Linked DNA regions of Podarcis muralis: region 1 is linked to region 2. Evidence: chromatin contacts called from public Hi-C data. All regions are on one chromosome and are shown on one strand. Each heading gives the region's core, a stretch centred on a gene start, on an enhancer-like site or on the middle of the called end of the contact. The rest is flanking DNA. Distances are from core to core; before and after follow the strand shown.

The links. Hi-C and Micro-C count contacts between places; a contact is called where the count stands out from the background.
Region 1: a contact with region 2 is called in a Hi-C map of tail, with 2.7 times the contacts expected there. The contact joins the promoter of ARL14 here to the promoter of PPM1L in region 2. A contact is called at or near these places in 2 of 3 Hi-C or Micro-C datasets (blood and tail).

What each region holds. Positions count from the first base shown.
Region 1 is chr6:19,686,899-19,691,266 of rPodMur119.hap1.1, reverse strand. ARL14 (ARF like GTPase 14) reads right to left here and starts at 2,499. Exons shown (of 2, transcript XM_077929812.1): 1 at 2,362-2,499. The region is part of intron 1 of B3GALNT1 (beta-1,3-N-acetylgalactosaminyltransferase 1 (Globoside blood group)); the gene reads left to right.
Region 2 is chr6:19,492,781-19,497,344 of rPodMur119.hap1.1, reverse strand. It overlaps PPM1L (protein phosphatase, Mg2+/Mn2+ dependent 1L), which reads right to left and starts at 2,002. Exons shown (of 5, transcript XM_077929811.1): 1 at 1,909-2,002; 2 at 249-469.

The sequences.
Region 1 (4,368 bases), core at 1,250-3,749, 190 kb before region 2:
GCAGTGAGAGATTTTACTTTCTTGGGCTCCATGATCACTGCAGATGGTGACAGCAGTCACGAAATTAAAAGACGCCTGCCTCTTGGGAGAAAAGCAATGACAAACCTAAACAGCATCTTAAAAAGCAGAGACACCACCTTGCCAACAAAGGTCCGTATAGTTAAAGTAGTGATGTATGGAAGTGAGAGCTGGACCATAAAGAAGGCTGATCGCTGAAGAATTGATGCTTTTGAATTATGGTGCTGGTGGATACTCTCGAGAGTCGCATGGACTGCAAGAAGATCAAACCTATCCATTCTGAAGGAAATCAGCCCTGAGTGCTCACTGGAAGGACAGATCCTGAAGTTGAGGCTCTAATACTTTGGCCACCTCATGAGAAGAGAAGACTCACTGGAAAAGACCTTGATGTTGGGAAAGATGGAGAGCACAAGGAGAAGGGCACGACAGAGGACAAGATGGTTGGACAATGTTCTCAAAGATACTAACATGAGTTTGACCAAACTGCGGGAGGCAGCGGAAGACAGGAGTGCCTGGCGTGCTCTGGTCCATAGGGTCACGAAGAGTCGGACACGACTAAACAACAACAAGGAAAAGAGGGACATTCCATGATCACATCAGAAACCGTGACGGTTTGTTCCATGGCCTGATGATTATCAGTGTGGAACCAGTTAGGAGGACAAAACCACAGTTTAGATTTGACTTGCAGCCATGTGGGCCAGAAGTAAAGCAGCAAGTTGGGGAGCAATTACTGATTTCTAATTAAGTCCAAGGCTGGGGCTATGGGAGAAACAAGACCCCTTTGGCAGGTCAGTACTGTGAACCCTCCATTGCAGGCTCAGGTTGTATATATGTGTAAATAAAACCTATATCATACAGACACCAGAGACTCTGCTGTGCCTCTTTCCAAAAGGAAACATAAACCCTGGGTCTGCGTCTGAAACCCCTGGAATCTTGGAGAGGCATGCAACAGTATGTTCTGATTAAAGGATGTTTAAATGTTCCTGTTCAAATTCTTACTGTGTTATCTTATAGCTGCAAATGGCTTAGAAGCCGTTTTGGCACATTAGTGGTACATATCAAAATAAATACAATCTGATAGGGTGCAGCAGAAGGATAGAAAAAAACAGCTCCCTGGAAAAAGGGGGGGTGGGAAGTCGACAAAAATAAGAGAAAAGACAAAATTGTGTTAATAGGAGTGGAGAGTTGGAAGGGACCCAAGAGTCATCTAGCCCAGGCTTCCTCAACCCCGGCCTTTCAGATGTTTTTGGCCTACAACTCCCATGATCCCTAGCTAGCAGGACCACTGGTCAGGGATGATGGGAATTGTAGTCTCAAAAACATCTGGAGGGCTGAGTCGAGGAACCTTGATCTAGTCCAACACCCTGCAATGCAGGAATCTCAGCTAAAGCATCCATGACAGATCGAACCTGGATGCTGTAAATACAGTACAGTGTTTTGGCTGTATATGTTAAAAACGTTGAAACATAATTGAAAAATAAATACATAAAACCTAATATTTAGGAATCAGTTATATGCTGAACTGTCCTCCTACTCTTACTGAGTTCGTCTTCATCCTATACAGTGGTACCTCAGGTTACATACGCTTCAGATTACATACACTTCAGGTTACAGACTCCGCTAACCCAGAAATAGTGCTTCAGGTTAAGAACTTTGCTTCAGGATGAGAACAGAAATCGGGCCCCAGCGGCGCGGCAGCAGCAGGAGGCCCCATTAGCTAAAGTAGTGCTTTAGGTTAAGAACAGTTTCAGGTTAAGTACAGACCTCCGGAACGAATTGAGTACTTAACCTGAGGTACCACTGTATTCTGATTCAGTTCTCTGAGTGCTGTTGCTTATGTAGCCAGTCAAAGGGAGGCACTGAGATGCATTGCAAACCAACTCGTTAAAGTACAAAAAAAAACCCCCAACCTAAAAGTTCTAAATAAAACATGACACACCTTGCACTTTCAAACAAGCCTAGATAAGGAATGAGCATGTTCTGTACCCACGCAAAGAATGCTGACAGGAAGAGAGAGACCCGTAAATCAAGTGGGAGGGATAAAAAATGGAGTAGCCGGGAGAGAAACACCCAGTTATATAAAAGGCTGCCGGGAAGGACTTTGCTTTCCTTGCTAGCTCAGCTTTTGGTACGACTTGAGCCTCGCGGTTATTTCTCCCCTTCTAGCGCAAGAAGCACTTGAAGCGAAATTTTTTAAAGAGTCGCACAGCGATTGTATTTGATTCCGCCACCCCACCCCCACCCCGTCTCCATTGCCTACGAAAGAAAGCACGAGTTTGGACGATCACGAACTTCTGCCTTTCCCCTTTAAAAAAGCAAAGAAACTTTCCCCGATTCACTTGCCGAGAAACTGCGGCTGCTACGCGAAGCAGCGCAAAGCGATCAGGAAATCCGGCCTGCAAGCACAGGGGTCGCTCGCCGGGAACTTGCACATGTCTGACTCGCTTGCGTCTCTTTCTTCTTTCTCCGGGAAGCCATCGCCGGCCGGAAAGGAGGCGCGATTGCCATCTGGGTTTTGCTGCAGGCCGGCTGGAGTGAGCGGGATCTGGGCCCGGAAAGCAGAAGCGAGTCGGCGGAACTTTCGGAGGGGTTGGCGGTAAGAAAGGAGACGTGGGTGGGGGAAAGATGGGGGAGGGCGTTTTATGCTGCTTTCAATCGTCTTTCGGGGTGGGGGTAGGGTAGCTCACGAAATCCGCATTTTTCTGTCATCCCGAGCGATTGGAAACGAGGACAAGGCTGCTTGCCTTTGGCTGCCGCTCTCTGAAACCCAAACAAGCATCGAAGCAACAGGGGGAGTCTTGCGGCAGCGCCTTAAAGACATAACGGGATTTTGTGTACGCACCGTCGGATGCCTGGGTAAGCAGCAGCCTACCGGTCAGATTTATAGACAGGGGAACATCGAATGGCACTGGGAGGCAAGGTGATGGATTTCCAGAGCATAAAAAGTTCAGTAAACAAGCATTTGCAGGAGTGGATTGGTGATCCGCGGTCACCAAAGCTCAGCCACGCCCTACGATCTTCCCTGCGCAGATACGAGGAAAAATCGGGACAAGGAGAGCCCCCGGAGGATGGACGGGGCTGCGCTGCAGTCTGTGGGTTTGTAGATTTGTAGGGCGACCGTCCAACCACGTGCAATGCAGGATTCTCAACGGATGCCTCCATGACAGATGGCCATGTGGAGGGAGATAAGGAAGGGATGGCTCATCAGTGGAAGATGGGAAGTGGCTCAAAATGGTTAAGGGTCGGGATGAGTATGCAAATAGTGTTTGAAACTGAAAGCGTGTACAGTATATAGTACTGAGGTCAAGCTGCCTCTTAAAATGGCAAACAAACAAACAAACAGTACAACATCCACACAAAACCTTTGGCAGTATTTCACAATATGGGTCTCTCTGAGTGGCAAAATGGATCTTCTCAATAATGGACCTTCTCTATTTTGCACCCCTTCGGCTCGATTGGCACGCTGTGTGGGAGAACCGCCTAGGTAAAGGTAAAGGTACCCCTGCCCGTACGGGCCAGTCTTGCCAGACTCTAGGGTTGTGCGCCCATCTCACTTAAGAGGCCGGGGGCCAGCGCTGTCCGGAGACACTTCCGGGTCACGTGGCCAGCATGACAAGCTGCATCTGGCGAGCCAGCGCAGCACACGTAAACGCCGTTTACCTTCCCGCCAGTAAGCGGTCCCTATTTATCTACTTGCACCCGGGGGTGCTTTCGAACTGCTAGGTTGGCAGGCGCTGGGACCGAGCAACGGGAGCGCACCCCGCTGCGGGGATTCGAACTGCCGACCTTTCGATCAGCAAGCCCTAGGCGCTGAGGCTTTTACCCACAGCGCCACCCGCGTCCCGGAGAACCGCCTACACAGCCCTAAATCTGAACAAAACATTCCCTATCTTGGAAAGCATTTGCAGATACTGTACTGTATTAGATTTCAGGATCTGAACTGCGGTGCAATGCTCCAGATGGTCAAGCTGTGCTGGCTCTATTTCTGCAGGAATAGTGTAGTACAGGAATGGGGATCTGTTGGCCTCCAGGCGGTGGACTCAACTCTCCTCAGCCCCAGCCAGCAGGCCCAAGGGTCAGGGATGATGGGAGTAGTCCAATTACTTCTTGATGGACTCCAATGTCATCAGACCTATCCAGCAGGAAGTCACTGTGCTGGCTACTTTTTCTTAGTTTGATGAGAAACACCCACCTATTTTAAGGTGTGCTGTCCTGCCTTCAGTTATTTCAGTTATTGTTTCCTGCTTGGCAGGGGGTTGGACTCGATGGCCCTTGTGGTCTATTCCAACTCTATGATTCTATGATTCTATGAGTCATTCCAGCACTTTAACTTGGCAGGGATGAAATCTT
Region 2 (4,564 bases), core at 753-3,252:
GAAGAAGTAGCTCCACAGTGCCAGGCTGATGCATAGCAGGAAGAGGGTCTCTGGTCTCAGCAAGAAGTAACGCATGATCCGACCCAGCAGAGAGAGCAAAGTCATTGTATCCTCTATCATTTATTACGGAGACAGTGGATTTCCCCCCCTCCCTCCTGACCATGCACCGCACACCCGCACAAACCCCGGCGATTGGGATGGGTCTAAAGACAAGGCAGCAAATCAGTGCATGCTCCGGTAATACAAACCCACTGAGGGCAGGGTTATCATCGGCTACTAAAGCTGCCTCCTCCTCCTCTCCCTGTACCACTGCTTCAGGCAGCTCGAGTCACAGATGGCTGGGAGTAGCTCTGGTGTCAAAGTAGTAGGAAATCAGCACACCACTTCTGTGCAACCAAGGGCAGGCTGATCTGCCTCTTCTTCTGGCTCCTGCTGTTTCCAACCAGCACGGGGCTCTGGAGAAGGTGAACTGCAAGAAAACAAGCATCCGCACATGAGCAAAAAGGGGGAAGGGGATGGAGAAACGAGCACTTTAAAAACAAAACAAAACACAGCAGCAAGAGAGAGAGATCTGTCAGCCTCTGTGTGCTATTGCAAAGAACTCTTCCAGCCAGGATGGAGGCGAGGAGGAAACAGCCTATGTTCAAGGGAGGACACAAAAGGACCCCTTCTGCCTTCTCCCGCCTGCTCCTCCTCTTGCTGCTGTTTCCCGGGCGCTCGCTCCCAGCTGCCCAGAGATGCCTCCGAAGTAGGACAGTAAATCAATTCATGCTTTTGCCGTCTGCAAACTCCAGGCAGAGCACACTTTTATCCAGCGGCAGCCCGGAACAGTTGCTAGCAGAGGCTCCAGGGGAGCAGAGAGAGAAAGAGAGAGATTGGAAGGTACCGAAGGAAAACAACAAAAAACCACAAAACGCCACAAGGAGAATGCGCACGGAAAAACCAGGAACAATGAAAAGAAAAAAATAACAAAGGGCCACGTGGGCTTTAGGAGGGGAGGACTGCATTGGAAAGCAAGACAGGATTACAGGGCAGCAGCATAGAGGAGCAGTAGTAGAAATCAAAAGGGAATGAATTATTATATTATTAATATTATTATCACCTTCAGTGGGTAGAGCTGGGTCCTATTAAAAAGAAGCAGGGGTGGTGTTTTGTTGTGTTTCTTGTAAAATAAACAAAACAAGGCAGAATGTCACAATCAGGAGGGCCCTTAAGGCGAGCCCCCAGAACTGCAGGGTCCTAAAAATAAGGAGCAGGGCTTTAAAACAAGGCCCGCTTGGTCACTCCTGGTAAGATAATGTAGCTCCCCAGGAAATCCCCGGCACGGGCGCTTGCACCAAGGCTCCCTCACCCAGCTGCCATGCAGCCTTTTCCTTTGCAAGACCCAAAAGGCATCGACCACCCGCATCATGCGCTCTCTTTGCAGCCCGTCCGATGATGATGAACTTCTTGGGGGGGGGGGGTGTCTTGTTTTTGTGGAGGGGTTATTTCTGATTCTGGCACGGGCTCCAGTTTGCAGGCCACGAGGGCGAAGGGGTGCATGCCTGGGGAAGCGCGGAGGAGGGAGAGAGGGAGGGACGCGCTTCCTTTCCCCCAGCCCTGACACCCACCGACTGTACCATCCCGGAGCTGCTGCAGAGATTTGCATGCTCAGGCGGCCGACCTCGCCGAGGGAGAAAGGCGGCGGCAGCAGCAGCAGCCCGCCTCGCGCCTCTCCGCCCGCTTTGCTGCAAGAAGAGGGGAGCGAGGCGCCGGCTCCAATCCCCGGGCCGGCTAGCCAACCAACCAACCAAGCAGGCAGCCAAGCGGCCGGCTCGCCCCTCGCCTCCCTCGGGCCTCCGCTGCGCTCCCGGATACCACTCGCCCCTCGCCTCGCTGCCCCGCCGCCCCTTCCCCGGCCGCCGTCACCTGGAGGGCCGCCCGCGAGACACCTGGCTCAGCCTCGCCGCCTCCGCCGCCGGTCCCTCCCACTGGGCTGGGCTAGTGGCCGCCGCTGCCTACGAATCCCAGGAGCCTTCGCGCAGGAGCGCTCTCGTACGATTGGCGGGAGGCCCCGCCGCGGGATTCTGGGGTTTGTAGTCCTCGAGGGCGGGCGGGCTCTCTTGCGCCCTCTACCAATGAAGTCATCATTATTATTTATTTATACACCTCTTGCCTACAAAAAGCAGCAGCAGCAGCAGCAGCAGCAGCAGCAGCAGCAGCAGCAACAACAACAACAACAACAACAACAACAACAACAACAACAACAACAACAACAACAACTACTACTACTACTACTACTACTACTACTACTACTACTACTATCAGTAGTGGTTTACAGGAAGATAAAATAATAAAACGGATGAGGGGAAATACAACCCTACTTTAAGACCTATATTAGTCTTCCTAGCTAGGACTGATGGGAACTGTAGTCCCACCACTGTGGTTCTCAACCTGTGGATCTCCAGATGTTGTTGGACTACAACTCCCATAATCCCTGAGCTCTAGCTAGGGGTGATGGGAGTTGTAGTCCAACATCACCTGGGGACCCACAGGTTGAGAAAGGCTAGCAGCACCATGTTGGCTACCCACTGCTTTATACGGTTATAGATTTAAGGGGGGGGGTCCCCAAACCCTAGAAATTAATGCGAAGGTTTTGATCAATTGGGATATGGATTAAAGTTCAGAACTGTGCCAAACGGGGAATTCCTGGGTTGGCTTATGCTGGGGGAAGAGCAAACCCATGAATGTGACCACAGTGTTGATGGGCCATTGGGGAGTGAGACGTTACCAAGGTGGCGGGGTGTATGTTTGAGGGCACGGGAAAAGGGTTTCTGGGAAGAAGAAGCAGGAGGAAGGGGGGGAGATCCGTCTTGGGCAGGGAGACGGAAGGTTGCCTGCACTGCTGTGGGCCATGCAGTAAGAACTGGGCTCCCTCCACACAGACTGAAGGTGTAAGTAGGCGAATAGACCATATTTCTTAAAGCCACAACAGTCTCCGCCATGTCTTCCATTCTCCAAAGGAACCAGGCAAGGAGAGGGGCAGGCACCCGATTTTTGTAACAATACTATAAAGAAGAGCGCCACTGTTGTGGTCAGAGCGTTGGCCTTTGGAAGTTCCTCCCTGGATAAGTTAGACTGTCTCCCTCCTTGTTGTCTTTCTGCCGGCAGATGAAGACTTTCTTGTTTCAACAGGCTTTGGGGAATTGACTGCTTTTAATGAAAGGACTGCTGTCATAATTGTTTTTAACTGGAATTATGGATATGTTTTAACCAGATGTTATATATGTAAAAGTAAGGTAAAGGACCCCTGCATGTTTAAGTCCAGTCGAATTTGACTATGGGGTGCAGCACTCATCTCACTTTCAGGCTAAGGGAGCTGCCGTTTGTCTGCAGACAGCTTTTCTGGGTCATGTGGCCAGCATGACTAAAACGTTTCTGACCAAAACACAACGGGACACCGTGACGGAAGCCAGAGCACATGGAAATGCCGTTTTCCTTCCTGCCGCAACAGTACCTATTTATCTACTCATGCTGGTATGCTTTCGAACTGCTAGGTTGGCAGGAGCTGGGACAAAGCAACGGAAGCTCACCCAGTCATGCAGATTCGAACTGCCAACCATACGATCAACAAGCCCAAGAGGCTCAGTGGTTTAGACCACAGCACCACCCTTGTCCCATTATATGTGTATATAATTTTAATTCTAGTAATGTTTGTTTTTAAATTATTGTTTTTTCTTTGTTTTTAGCAATTCTTGTTTTTATCTATAAGCTGCCATGTGTCCCATAAGGGAAGAAGGCACAGTATAAATAAATGCAAAAATAATAATAATGGAGTTTGCTGATGCATCCGAGGCAATCAGCCAGGCTGCTACCCACCCTCTCTCACTGGCAATCCACATGGTCTAAATATAGGCTTCCCTCAGTCTCGCCTGTTCAGCCAATTTAATGGTCTTGATCCTATTTAACTTTGACCGGATCATGCCCTGTGTATACGGCAAGTAACATGAAGGAACTTCAAATTCATGTATACCCGACAGGAGAGTGCGGTAACTTCTCACGGTTTCCTGAACACTGCTTTTAAAAAACAAACAAACACATCCAACTCTTTAGAGGGAAATGTCACGGATGATGACAGATTCGAGCAAACAACAGATATATAAAAATAACAACACTATTTTAAGGATACTTGGAAGTTCACTGGTTCAGATAATTATCTTCTGCTCAGTACTTCTCCCATCATAATGTATCTCTTTTATTTGAGCAGGTCAGTCGGAGCAACACCATTATGTAGAGAAACCGACTCTGTTAACTGCACAGACGTTTTGTTTATGAGCAGGTCAGCCTCAGAAAGGGAATTTACTGTTTTATTTTTAAAACAGAGCGTGCTCTTTGATCGTGTCAAAGAAATAATTATGCCATGGTACTTATTCTAATATCCTTTTTTAAAAAATCATTTATATATGAGCAGGGCCAGTCTTACCATTCTACTTCGGCTGCTTACACATTATACCTTTAAAACACATAATTTCCCTCAAAGAAGAAGAAGCAGAAGAAGAGTTTGGAATTGATATCCCGCTTTATC